Linked DNA regions of Salvelinus alpinus: region 1 is linked to region 2. The links are chromatin contacts, called in public Hi-C maps. All regions are on one chromosome and are shown on one strand. Each heading gives the region's core, a stretch centred on a gene start, on an enhancer-like site or on the middle of the called end of the contact. The rest is flanking DNA. Distances are from core to core; before and after follow the strand shown. Region 1 holds the start of LOC139581149 (transcription factor LBX2-like). Region 2 holds the start of LOC139581147 (nanos homolog 1-like).

Region 1 (6,112 bases), core at 896-3,395, 150 kb after region 2:
ACCACTCTGCAATTGTATAATGTTGGTTGGATTCAATTGAGCCCTTCAAATGAAGTATCCCTTGTTTAATAAGAACACATCCCCATCAATATTGCTGAATGACACCCAAGACGGCGGGTTTCCATCTAAGCTAATCGAATCTCGTGCAGTTGTATAACTCTAATGTTATTTGGCCTGGTTTCGTCCCCACACGAATGTCACCATATGGTGTTAGCACGAACAGTACGATGTTTCTGCAAAGGCTCGATTCTGTTAATGGTTCATGTAAGAAATGCATTTACCATTTCAATCGATTATTTATAAAACTACTAAATAACAGCGACATTGGGCATTGTCAATATATTTCGGGTTTGAAATAGATAATAATTGATTTTGTTGACACGCGCCGTGAGGGGTGTGGGAATAAGTTCAGAATTGCCACCTCTGATTTGTAAATCTGTCTATCACTCTGCAGAGAGCACGGTGTTAATGTGCGGAATAAAATACTATAATAATAAAAATAATTCTCCAGCAGTTTGTAAACATGCCAGTGGAATTTATTTTTATTAGAAAAAAATAATTGGGAAAAGCATTCTATATTCATATGGGGATATTGTCCTATTTCATGCAAAATGTGTCCCTTTTTTGAATTAATAGGCTAAGATTCTACATTTTTGGATAGTCTGTGTGCGCCATAAACAATGAACGTTTATATATAAAAAATATAATACACATTTCTCAATATATTATATTTTAATAAACGAAAATACAAATAACATTTCGCTGTAGGCCTAAGCATAAAGACACAATTCCTGTTAAACACATTACTTATTTGTAATTGCAATAGGCTATTATTGAAACCATTAGCATACATCTTCATACTTCAGATGAATAGTATAGGCTATAGGCTGCATAAAACAATTTTCGAAGATTATCGTTAAACCGATTTGAAAAATATTTAACGAACGATTAATGCATGCATATTCTAGGTCTACCATACTTGTTAGTGTAAAATTCTGAAGTCATTCTGCTCAATGGATATACAACACACAACCTACCTGCTCCTCGTTGCTGTCGAACGTACCCCTTTTTCATTCTATGATCTACCCTTACATGGTATAGCCCTTGCATCATCAGAATTTATTATTCACATCATTAACGAAGGGGAGAGAATGAGAGCGTGACAACTCTTCTGTGTCGCGTCTCTTTACCTGCGAGCTCAACATATCACAAAGTATTGTCACGCGTCATATTTATCAGCATGCTATTCTATGACATTTTATGGCGCATTATAGTGCAATTCGACACTGTCCTAAAATTCACTATTTCTCTCCTAATCATTCCCAGGTTGTCTCATTAGCTTCCTATACGGCTAGAATAGATAATAGTATAACTACTTAAAAATAATAATAATAATAAATCACCGATAACTGATGGGCAGAAAAAAGGTTAAAGGTTAAGGTTTTTCTTGAAGCCGTTCCTCTCCCAAAAGATCCAAAACGTATAAAGCCTATAACCTCACGACAGGAAGGATAACACGTCTATGCTTTGTGCTTGAAACTTAATGAGCATGCTAACATGGAATGTTCATTATAATGCAGGCTAACTTTTGTACAATGCTAGAAAACAGTTGTTAATAAGACAATGCACTCAAAACATAATAATAACACATTAGTAGCCTAATAATAATGCACATTTGTCACAAAATGGCATATTACTGTATTTGGGTTAGGCCTACCTACTATATTGCTTGATTTTCTGCAGGGGGGATTTCTAAATTAGGCTAGTTGTGCAGTGAGCAGAGTTTAATGTACCCTGGTCAAGCTTGTGGTTACTAGCACTTACATTATACACCTAACCCTTTTGTCTTCGAATCATAAGTGCTTTCAAATCTCGTATAATTTTTCATGATTAAGCTACAAATGGTGGCAATACTGAAACTTTTTTTAATGGTCAATTAGACGTACTGTGTACTGTAATAATAATACCATTATTCACAAGAATGCTTGTGGCATTGTTTAATGAGCATCAACTCCCTTCCCAGAGAAATACACGGGGAACATGTTGCCTGTGGGAAGGGGGGCGTGGGGTGAGGGTGATGGCTTGAAATGCATAAACATTTCAAGCCATCACCCTCTCCTCAAACATCCCCAACACTGAGGCGACACTCCTCCTATTCCCGCGTCCAATTAGTTATTTTGGTCTGGCCCTTTAAGACGCAGCAGCGGGTCAGCAAGTAGTGTAGTGTTTCTCTAATTGAACTTCGCCCAATCAACAATAACTCGTTAGCAGTTGCTTGCTTTTTCTTGTTCCTTGAGACAGCTTATTCCTCGCAGGAATCGCCCCCCAGCCACTACCCGTTAAACTTTCTAAAGATCTTCATGGAACTTCGCAGAGGTACTGTCTCTCTCTGGAAGGGAATACAATTCGGTTGCCTGTGAAACTGCAGCCTACGCCCGAAGCATGGTTATTTTGGAGGAAACATTTCAGACAAGTGAAGTTGCAAGATTCGACTGAAAGTGATACAAAAAAAAGTGGGGTGTGAAGAAGACGCGAATCGAAGGAAACACTCGTGGACGTTTAAACTAGCATTTGAATGAAATAATCAGCCTTTGTCAGCAGTAATTCCTTTGGATTGTCGATGACCTCCAGTAAAGACATGAAGGCAGGCTCCGTGTTGCAGTCCAGCAGCGAGGAGAGGAGACGGGGTCCTTTGGACCAGCTTCCACCCCCGGCCAACTCCAACAAGCCACTGACGCCGTTCAGTATTGAGGATATTCTAAACAAACCCTCGGTGAAGAAATCAGTTGCTAATCTCTGTCCACCGAGAGTTATTGAAAAAGTGTCCGGCTCAAACGCAGCAAGGAACGGTATTACCACTCCTTCTTCGCCGTTATGCGCTCTGGAGGAACTAGCCAGCAAAACATTTAAAGGTCTGGAAGTCAGCGTTATACAAGCAGCTGAAGGTAAGGATTTCAATAGACATGACGTTTTAATAATGTACATGTACAGATTCAGTTAGTGATTGTATTAACCAAATATGCATAATCTCCAATAGCTATTGTTGATAGCCTATTGGTTGTGTGAACTGTTGTCAAACTTGTGTTTTTTAAAGGCATTGCAATAGGCTATGTCTCAAGCTATTGCTAAGCCTAAATTCCCCAAACAATCATGCCTGTGCGATGCAATCTATCCGTGGCTATTATTTCAGCATTTGAGTTGATTTGTTAGATACTAAACACCAGTATAAGGAAACCTGCAATTTATTTGGCTGGCAAAGCAGGCCTCTAAACCGACATTCTCTATTGTGCTTCCTGGTGTAACATTAAATTAAGTTGCAACGTTTTATAGGCTGTTTGATTTAGTAGAATTATATTTATTTAGATCCTGATATTGACAGCCATGTTAATCCTAATGATGCATGGGCAATGTAAAACATACATGTCATTCATTTCATATGGCTCTATGGAATGCTGCCCACAAGTTATTACCAAACCATACCCATCACCACAATTGGCCATACACAAAAATAGTTTGCATCTGCTTTGCATCTGTAACCCTATTAAAAAAAAGCCTCAATAACAAAGCTGCTAATCATGGCACACTTGAGGACGTTTGTAGACATGTTGTTCTGATATTGTTTTGGAGAGTGACTGTATTTTGGTTTCCCTAAAGGTCGTGAGCATGTGAACGCCTTTGGACAGAGGCAGACCTCAAAAAAGAGGAGAAAGTCCCGGACAGCTTTCACCAACCATCAGATATATGAACTCGAGAAGCGCTTTTTGTACCAGAAATACCTGTCTCCGGCCGATCGAGACCAGATAGCTCAGCAACTGGGGCTAACCAACGCTCAGGTCATCACCTGGTTTCAGAACAGACGGGCCAAGCTCAAGAGAGACTTGGAAGAGATGAAAGCGGACGTGGAGTCGCTCAAGAAAATACCACCACAAACCCTGCAAAAGCTAGTCACCATGGAAGAAGACATTGACGACCCGCAAGGAAGCATCTCCCCGTCGTCACAAGGACACCGAGCATTTCCACAGTCCCCCTCTTCATCCAGAGATCAAACCACGGACGAATTCTCAGAGGAGGACGAAGAGATTGAGGTGGACGATTGACAGTAGGCCCATGTTTTAAGAAAGGGCATTTTTAACTTTTGCACGGATATTGACGACGGGAGAAGTGAAACTAAAAAAGGAAAGTTTACTTTCTACTCTTCTCCATTTTAATTTATTAATAGGACTGTAAAGCCTTCTCTGTTTCAATTTCACCAAATTATTTGAGGAATAGCCTACATCTTTATTTTAATTGGATATGAAAAATACTTAGTGTTTTGGTACAGGATCATGACTGCAAAATGTGTATGTACATTTAACGCTGGGGGTGGGGGGCAATTATTTAACTTTTCATCCACATTCAGCTGCTAAAGGACATCAACCAAAAACTCGAATGTGCCCAAGGTTAGGCCCACGTCTTCTACAAAATGCCCATAACTGAAAAAAAATGTATTGGGCTAGATTAAAATTGGGGTCTAGGATATGTATCGATCTTGATGTAGGCTATATTTCATTAAAAAAAAGACAAATGCCAATAGCAGTCATGTAAAAAGCCATTATCATTATCCAGTTGCAGACATATCGCCAAATTTTTTACATGCATAAGTTAGGCTGTATATAAATTCAATAACTAAACATCATATGCCTAATTTTATTGTACCATTCTATTTAACCAGCATTATGTAAATAAAGGGTATGGTATTTCATGTTATCTGTGTCTCGATGTGGATCGGTTTAACCTACAATTTGTGAGATAATACAATAAGGCAACAGTATCATGAACATTTATCTAGAACGCAATATTGTTTTACTTCTGGTAACATCAAAGTATTGGTTAGGCCTAGTACACCGGATTTGGACCTCTGAATATCCTTCTGTTGACAGAAGGCCTACTCTACTGGTCGTTGGGCGTAAAGTGGCTCAATTAGCGGCAGTTAAACAAGTTCTTCATTTTTACTCCCTTAGCAGTTGTCACAAGATGGTAAGGACCCGGGGCTTCGTAAAAAAAAGGTTGCGAGCACTCCACTGCCATATGGTTTCTGAATCGTCTAACACAAACTAGTCAACATGATTGATTAGGTTAACCCGTCTCACCGTACATAAAGTTTTCACTGAGCCGGCAGCAATAATGGGACGCATCTGCGCCTCTGAATAGCAATTTAGAAAAACGTCCATGAATAGCAATTGATTAGCATGGGGGTCCTAATGAATACATCTCAATAGGAGGCAGTGGAAATAGGAGGGTTGTTGTCTTTCTCCCCTGCATCCTTGTTGTTCCAACTGCAGTCTGCTTGAATAACCTTCGGTCCATATGTAACACTTGTAACCAGATGAAGGGGGCTTCTTCAGACAGGGAGAAGACGGAACGCCAGTGCGCACAATTGGTGTAATCGCTTGGAATCATTGGGGTTGAAAAGTCAACTCGATTTTTATAGGTGCATTGTGGAGCGGCTCTGCCAGAACTGGACAGATAGGCCAATATTTTTTTTTCTCGGCTTGGGTAAAGAAGTGTGACCCACAACGCGATGTAAGGCATCTGATCCACTGCTTGCCTCAAATGTTTTCTCTTATTTTGAAGGGAAAAATGTTTTGCAGTCTAAATAAACGATGTTGGATAAGCTTTAATACAAATCCATAAATTATACATACGTGTGTATGTGGCCAATAAAACCAAGTATTCGTTTAGAAAATTATGAATATTATAGAGCATGTTATCACAACATTACCTTAGTCTACCCACGTTAAATCAACGACTTTCATTTGACGTTTTTCATACACAAAAATAGTACCACGAGCGGGCCGCTGGGAATTCTGCAATTTAATATTCTCTCAAACGAAATGGTATAAGGTTATGCAGTGTTTCTTGAGACAAAGTCTGTTACAAATGCTCAGGTGTGAGATTTCATTAATCCTTTTAAATCAAACCTGTGTCTGTATCAAGCTTTTCAATAATACTAATATTAAATAACCATAGCAATACTTATTACTAGTATCGATGAACAAGCTATTTTGTGCTCAACTGGTCAAGGGCACTTTACATTGTGCCTCAAATACCTATGTATTAACATAGTTGTTAC
Region 2 (6,158 bases), core at 2,799-5,298:
ATTTTTCCGCCTTACGTATTTAGGCTTGCCATAAGAAACGTTTTTTTAAATGAATTTGTAAACATTTCGAAAAACATAATTCCACTTTGACATTATGGGGTACTGTATGCAAGCCAGTGACAAAATCAAATCTCAATTCAATCCATTTTAAATTCAGGTTGTAAAAGTCAAGGGGTGTGAATAATTTCTGAAGACACTGTATGCTGTAAACTAATATTATAATACCAAACTATTAAACCAGTTTGCATGACAGAGCTTGGCGGAATCCCAGATGATTCAGCTGTTACAATAATAAACAATGGCATTCCGATCATTATTTCAAATAATCTGTTTTTTTGTCTTGATATTTACAAATGAGTTTCCCCAAAACCTTGTCAGTAGCCCTCACAAAGGAGTAGCTCATTTTAACAAAGAAAGTCCAATGAAAGTCAGCTGTAGACACTATTGTTAGATCATTATTTCTATGAGAAAGCACCATCAGATAAGGGAGACCATTCCCTTCCTCGGAGATAAAACACACCTGAAAAATACACGATGAGCACCAATGCTTCAGAAATGGCTATTTTTTGAGGCTACCAACATGACTATTTATGTGGCAGCCACAAGAGACAGCATGCCATGTGCTCTGCGTCATGTGACCAATCACCCATACAAATGATCATCTAAGACACACAGCTAAAGTAGGCATATTTATTAACTGCAGGCTTGGTTTCACTCCAGTTGTCCCTTTTCATTTGGGTTTCATAATGTGATACGCGTCATTCAAACAAATGCCAATAGGAAGAATTATACATTTACATTACATTTTGGTCATTTAAAAGATGCTCTTACCAGAACAACTTACTTCTACATACAACAGATTTGATATATGATTATAAAATGTAATTTGTGAATCAAATTAAGATTGTTGCAAAACATTTCAAACTTCAGCGAGAGGTATATACAGATGAAATTAAATTGCATAATTCATCTCCAGCACAATCAATGGGAATTTTGAAATGTAAATTCACATCTGTAATGGGGGAAATGGGGGAAATGTTCACACTTGCACTACTGGGCAAAACAATACGTATTGTATTGCAACGCAAATTAGTTACTGGGTCAGCAAATACCTGTTTGATGAGCTCTAATTCAGTTTGAGTCCCTAATCAATTTACAGCCACAGCCCCCATTCTAGCGCCATAGATCATTCAGTTGATTCCTTGTCTGATAGGCTCGTGCTACCTCAACGCAGCCAGAGAATTTTATATTAATGGATGAGTATTAATCCTCCTCAGTCAAAATCAAATTAAGTAATAATGGGCCCATGAATATTTTAGTTACACTGTCGAGATGCAGAAACACGGGAATCAAATCGGCTTGTAGGGTAGGCTCTATATTGCACTGGAAAAAGAGTCAAGGATAATATACATTATGTATGCATAGTGGGTAAAAGTTTGGGAAAATTCAATGGGTTAGATCCTCCAAGATCAATACCTTCCTCTCTTATGTGCGACTGGGAAAACAAGCTTCTGAAAACATTTATACCAACTATTAGTTCCTATTTTATTACTTTTCAGCTCAGTTAACAGCAAGGTATGTAGTTCTATTGAATTTCCTTAAAATAGATGTAATCCTCCAAATTGGACACGTTTCAACAACCTCCCCTGCACTTTTAATTAGAACTGCAGTCACTTATATGTTATCATTGTTTAAAGAGTCCTGCTCTCACATTCCAGACTCAGGTAGTTAATCATGGAGAAGGCTGGCAGCAGTTAGAGTAGATTACAGTACAGAATGGTACTCTGAGTTGCTTGATTGATTTTCAGGGATACAGTCTTTTTTTTTTTTTTTTTACCTAACTTCTGTTTCCCCTGAAAAACGGAAGTAAGGACTCCGCTCAGGCGTCTTTCTACGCCTGCTACGTTAGGTACATTTTACTGTGAAATGTATGCGATGTTTGATGTGATAAGAGTTATACGACTTCCTGATGATAGAGCAACATTAACAATTACATTATTTTAAAATCTACCCATGTTTTTGCTCATATTAGTGAACTTTCATGTAGAATAAACCTACATGTTTTATGCTCCCAAGTGGCGCAGTGGTCTAAGGCATTGCATCTCAGTGCAAGAAGTGTCACTACTGTCCCTGGTTTGATTCCAGGCTGTATCACATCTGGCTGTGATTGGGAGTCCCGTAGGGCGGTGCACAATTGGCCCAGTGTTGTTTGGCTGAGGGAGGTCTTCATTGTAAATAAGAATTTGTTCTTAACTGACCTGCCTAGTTAAATAAAGGTTAAATTACAAATAATAATTAACCATTGCAGGTATTTTGCTCATGTCATGGCTCCAGTCAATGTAAGTGGACACTTATATTCATTAGTAGGGTATGTTGTATGATCATAGGTTTCCGGTAGCGAACACAGAACCATCAAGGATCATGGGATGACTTTTTGGGGTTATGGGTCAACTGTTGCATTGCGCAGAAGCTTGATGATGTCATCCTAACTAGGATCCACTGGGCTCACACAGTCCCCCAGTGGCAGAGGAGTGAAATGACATGATGTTGTTATTTCAAAGGGAATGCAGTCCACAATAGAATACTAGCCTGATAATAGACTACTGGCCTGTGAGAGTGCTAGCCTAAATCCAATACCCTCTGCCTATATATCCCATTATACCCTGTCTTCCATTATACTTTCACATTATTCATTCCACTTGTGTACTTTCCAATTTACACCTGTATCTCTGTTCCATTTTGGTCGATCCATAAGATAAAGTTATAATGGAGGATGAGATTCTATTCGGAGACTTTTGTGTTTTGCGGATCCATCATTTTCCCTGCATGCACCTTGTCAACTCTGTATATGCTCCTGCCTCCCCGTCCTCCTCTCTTTGTTGCTTGAATATAGTCAAATATGCAAATGAGGACTATGCCACTGTATAAATGTGAGTGACATTTATCTGTGATCATTAGGGCTCTGTACTCAGGGAGGGGGGATTGGAGAGGGTGGCTTAAAGGGCAACACAGTTTGCCTTCATTCAGCCCTCAGCTTGTAGAACAATGTGGCTTGATGGAGGAGGTTTTTCACACAGTGCCAAAGCCACAGCAGGAACACTCTAAAAGGGGAATACCAAAGTAAATCTACTGACAACCTACAGTATGACAAGCACAGTAGTCTGCAATATAACCTACGAAATCACCACTACCCTTCCAAAATACACTGTAGGTCTACTAAATGGGGATAATCATGATATCAGTGACAAATATGTATCATTTAATTCTAATACTGTAGTTTGCTGTGGGGAATACCTTATGCCAATTTGGTTAATCATAAGTGTTACAGTATATCATAGTCACTACATCCATCCAGTGAAAGTTCAAATTGGCTAACCTTATATTGAACGACATAGTATGGACATAAGCCTACATATAACAGAAAATGATATGGCATTGCTGTTGTTATCATAGTATCCAGCTCATCGCCTATGTGAAATTGTCAGTGATATGACAAGTGTCAGGTGGGAAATGTTGTATCACTGTGGTAGAGAGGGTGCTCTAGGAACAAAGGGCTTGTGTGCGTGCATGGTCTTGAAAGGGTTCAAGTGTGCACCAGAAATGCGCACAAACATGTGTATGCAAGCTATTTGAGTAGGTTTTGACATCGCACCCAAAATGAACTCCCCATCCTCAATGTAGGCTATTAATACTGTGCTGCCCGGGACAAACAGAGAACGATGCGTTGACTGCTTAGCCAAATCCTTCCGTACTGTAAAGCTACGGGTGTACTGGCGTTCACTGCTCTGAACAGAGATGACTGGTGCGTAATGCAACCATTTCAAAAACGGTGAAATCAATAGTATATTTCGGTGTAGGCTTTGCTGTGTGATTATGATATGAGGGTGTTTTCCAACCAACCTCTGCCAGTTCGGACCATATTGGATTTGTTTCGCGCTTCCCAAACCTACCCTTGAAGAGAAAGACTGCGCTTCAACCTGATCATAAACTTGTTTTGAGAAGAGAGCCCCGCCCTCTTTTCAGCTTTCCCCGACTCCTTATAAACAGCAAGCCTGTTGTACAAGCGTTTAACACAAGAACACTGGAGCAGACCACAGTTCACCAACCACCCTGGAAACGAACTCTGGCAGTAAATTTCGAGGATTATATTGGTGTTTGTGCATAGAAACGAGAAACTATCATGGATTTTCTCAATCATAACTATTTGAGTGCGCGCAACCCATATGACTATACATTTAATTTTTGGAACGACTATCTGGGTCTGTCGACGTTGGTCACGAAGAATAACAAGCACATGATGCCCGAAAGCCCGAACTCCATCACCGAGTCCCTGAAAGCAACTCTGGGTTTGGATGACTCCCCAGCATGTGCGTGCGTAATCTCGGGCAGTAGTGAAGGCGGACACCTGGACTGCTGTTGTCCATCTGTGAGCCCCCTGCCTACCTCCATCCTGGACTTGAAGGAGCGCTTTTCAATTCTGAGCCCATTCCAAAACCAAATCGGTGGTGTCCCACTACAAGACCGGGACTTGGGCTTCGGGGGAAGCTTTGCAGGATTTGACCTGTTCGGAGTGGAGAGGAAGATGCGCAAGCCAACGTCGAGGAATAAACAGGAGCCCAAAATCTGTGTCTTCTGCAGGAATAATGGTGCACCGGAGGAGGTGTATGGCTCCCACGTTCTGAAGACACCGGACGGGAGGGTGGTGTGCCCCATTCTTCGCGCTTATACATGCCCTCTTTGTAGCGCCAATGGTGATAATGCGCACACAATTAAGTACTGTCCACTCTCCAAAGATCAACCAGCCCAGCGACCATTAAAGGGAGGGAGGGCAGTGGGTGGTAAACGAATGAAAATATTCTAGAGATAGATTTTTACACGAGCAAAGAAACTAAATTGAATTGCACTGAACAATTTTCAGATGACTGTTTCGATTGCGGCTATAGCATATCCCAGTCCTAACTGCTAAGGCTACATGATTTCGTAAACAAAAAAAATATACCGATGTTATTCTTTTTCCAAAATCTCTTATATTTTTATAGTTGCTTTATTCACATAGATTATTTTATTCGTTATACATTGAATTTATTTTCTGATAGTGTGTAGCTATTTGAGTGTTCATTGAAATTTACCTATATTCATAATCACAATGTGTGAATAAATGCTGAGTGTTTTGCGGGGAACATGGATTTAGCAGGGCGTGAGGGTGTGATTGTCATGTTGCCAGTAAGTTTTACTGTAAGCTTAGCCTACTAGCTATTTCTTTTGTCTTTGAAAACCAAAGTTGTGTATGCTATTAAACAAGCTAAGAATGTTCATGAATGAAAGCAATGTCCATTCAAGATGTCTGTAAAACAAGGTATGGCACTTTGAGGCCCACTCCTCTGTCTGCTACTCCACAACACAGTTTTAAACTTGCTCTGATTTAATATCTGTTGCATGAAAAAAACAAGACAATGAATTCTCTGTTATGGCCTGGTATTTTCTGTGTAACTTCATAGTCAATAATAGCCAAGCCAAATGACTTTCATCCCCCATGTCACACAGCAGTTGGTTTCATCACCCAGGCTTATGAATAATCATTACCCAAATAAGAGATACCCTTGATGTTTACATTACCAAGAGAGGGTAACACACTGGATATAATTGCTTGTAGGTATCTCTTTCATGCAGTCTTTTTTTTAATCAACAATGGCATGTTGTTTTTTTGGTCTACCCCCAAAAAGTCTTCAACAGAGGACTGCACTGGGGATTCAAGGAGTGCTCTGCAATAGTAGAGTCAGGAGGACAATTCACTTTGAGAAAACAGTTGGATAGCGCAAATGAATGTTATTAAACAAGCTTTTCTAAAAACCAATGTATTAGCCCCTTTTTGCATTATTTCCCTGAATCAATCCAAAAACATGCAAAACTATTGTGAATGTACGATGGAAAGTTGTCAGTTGCAGGACTACACATTTCTGACAGTTATGTTTACCAAAGGATTATACAATTTTAATGAAGTGAAGTGAGGAAGAGAGTATTGTATATAAAGTTGAGTGACGTTTATTCAGCATTTTAACATTTCAAGTGACTTCAGAGGGTTCTACCTCAACAGGATTTTGTACTTACATGTAAAATGTCAACAGCAGTTTATTAATATAGTGCTGCCATTTATAATA

What was found. A called contact is a pair of places that touch in the nucleus more often than the background predicts.
Region 1: a contact with region 2 is called in a Hi-C map of red muscle, with 10 times the contacts expected there. The contact joins the promoter of LOC139581149 here to the promoter of LOC139581147 in region 2. A contact is called at or near these places in 2 of 3 Hi-C or Micro-C datasets (muscle and red muscle).

The regions. Positions count from the first base shown.
Region 1 is chr7:51,891,040-51,897,151 of SLU_Salpinus.1, forward strand. It overlaps LOC139581149 (transcription factor LBX2-like), which reads left to right and starts at 2,146. Exons shown (of 2, transcript XM_071410613.1): 1 at 2,146-2,945; 2 at 3,655-4,746. The coding sequence starts at 2,621. The coding sequence ends at 4,097.
Region 2 is chr7:51,735,730-51,741,887 of SLU_Salpinus.1, forward strand. LOC139581147 (nanos homolog 1-like) reads left to right here and starts at 4,049. Exons shown (of 1, transcript XM_071410610.1): 1 at 4,049-6,158. The coding sequence starts at 4,181. The coding sequence ends at 4,861. The region is part of intron 2 of LOC139580223 (a long non-coding RNA gene); the gene reads left to right.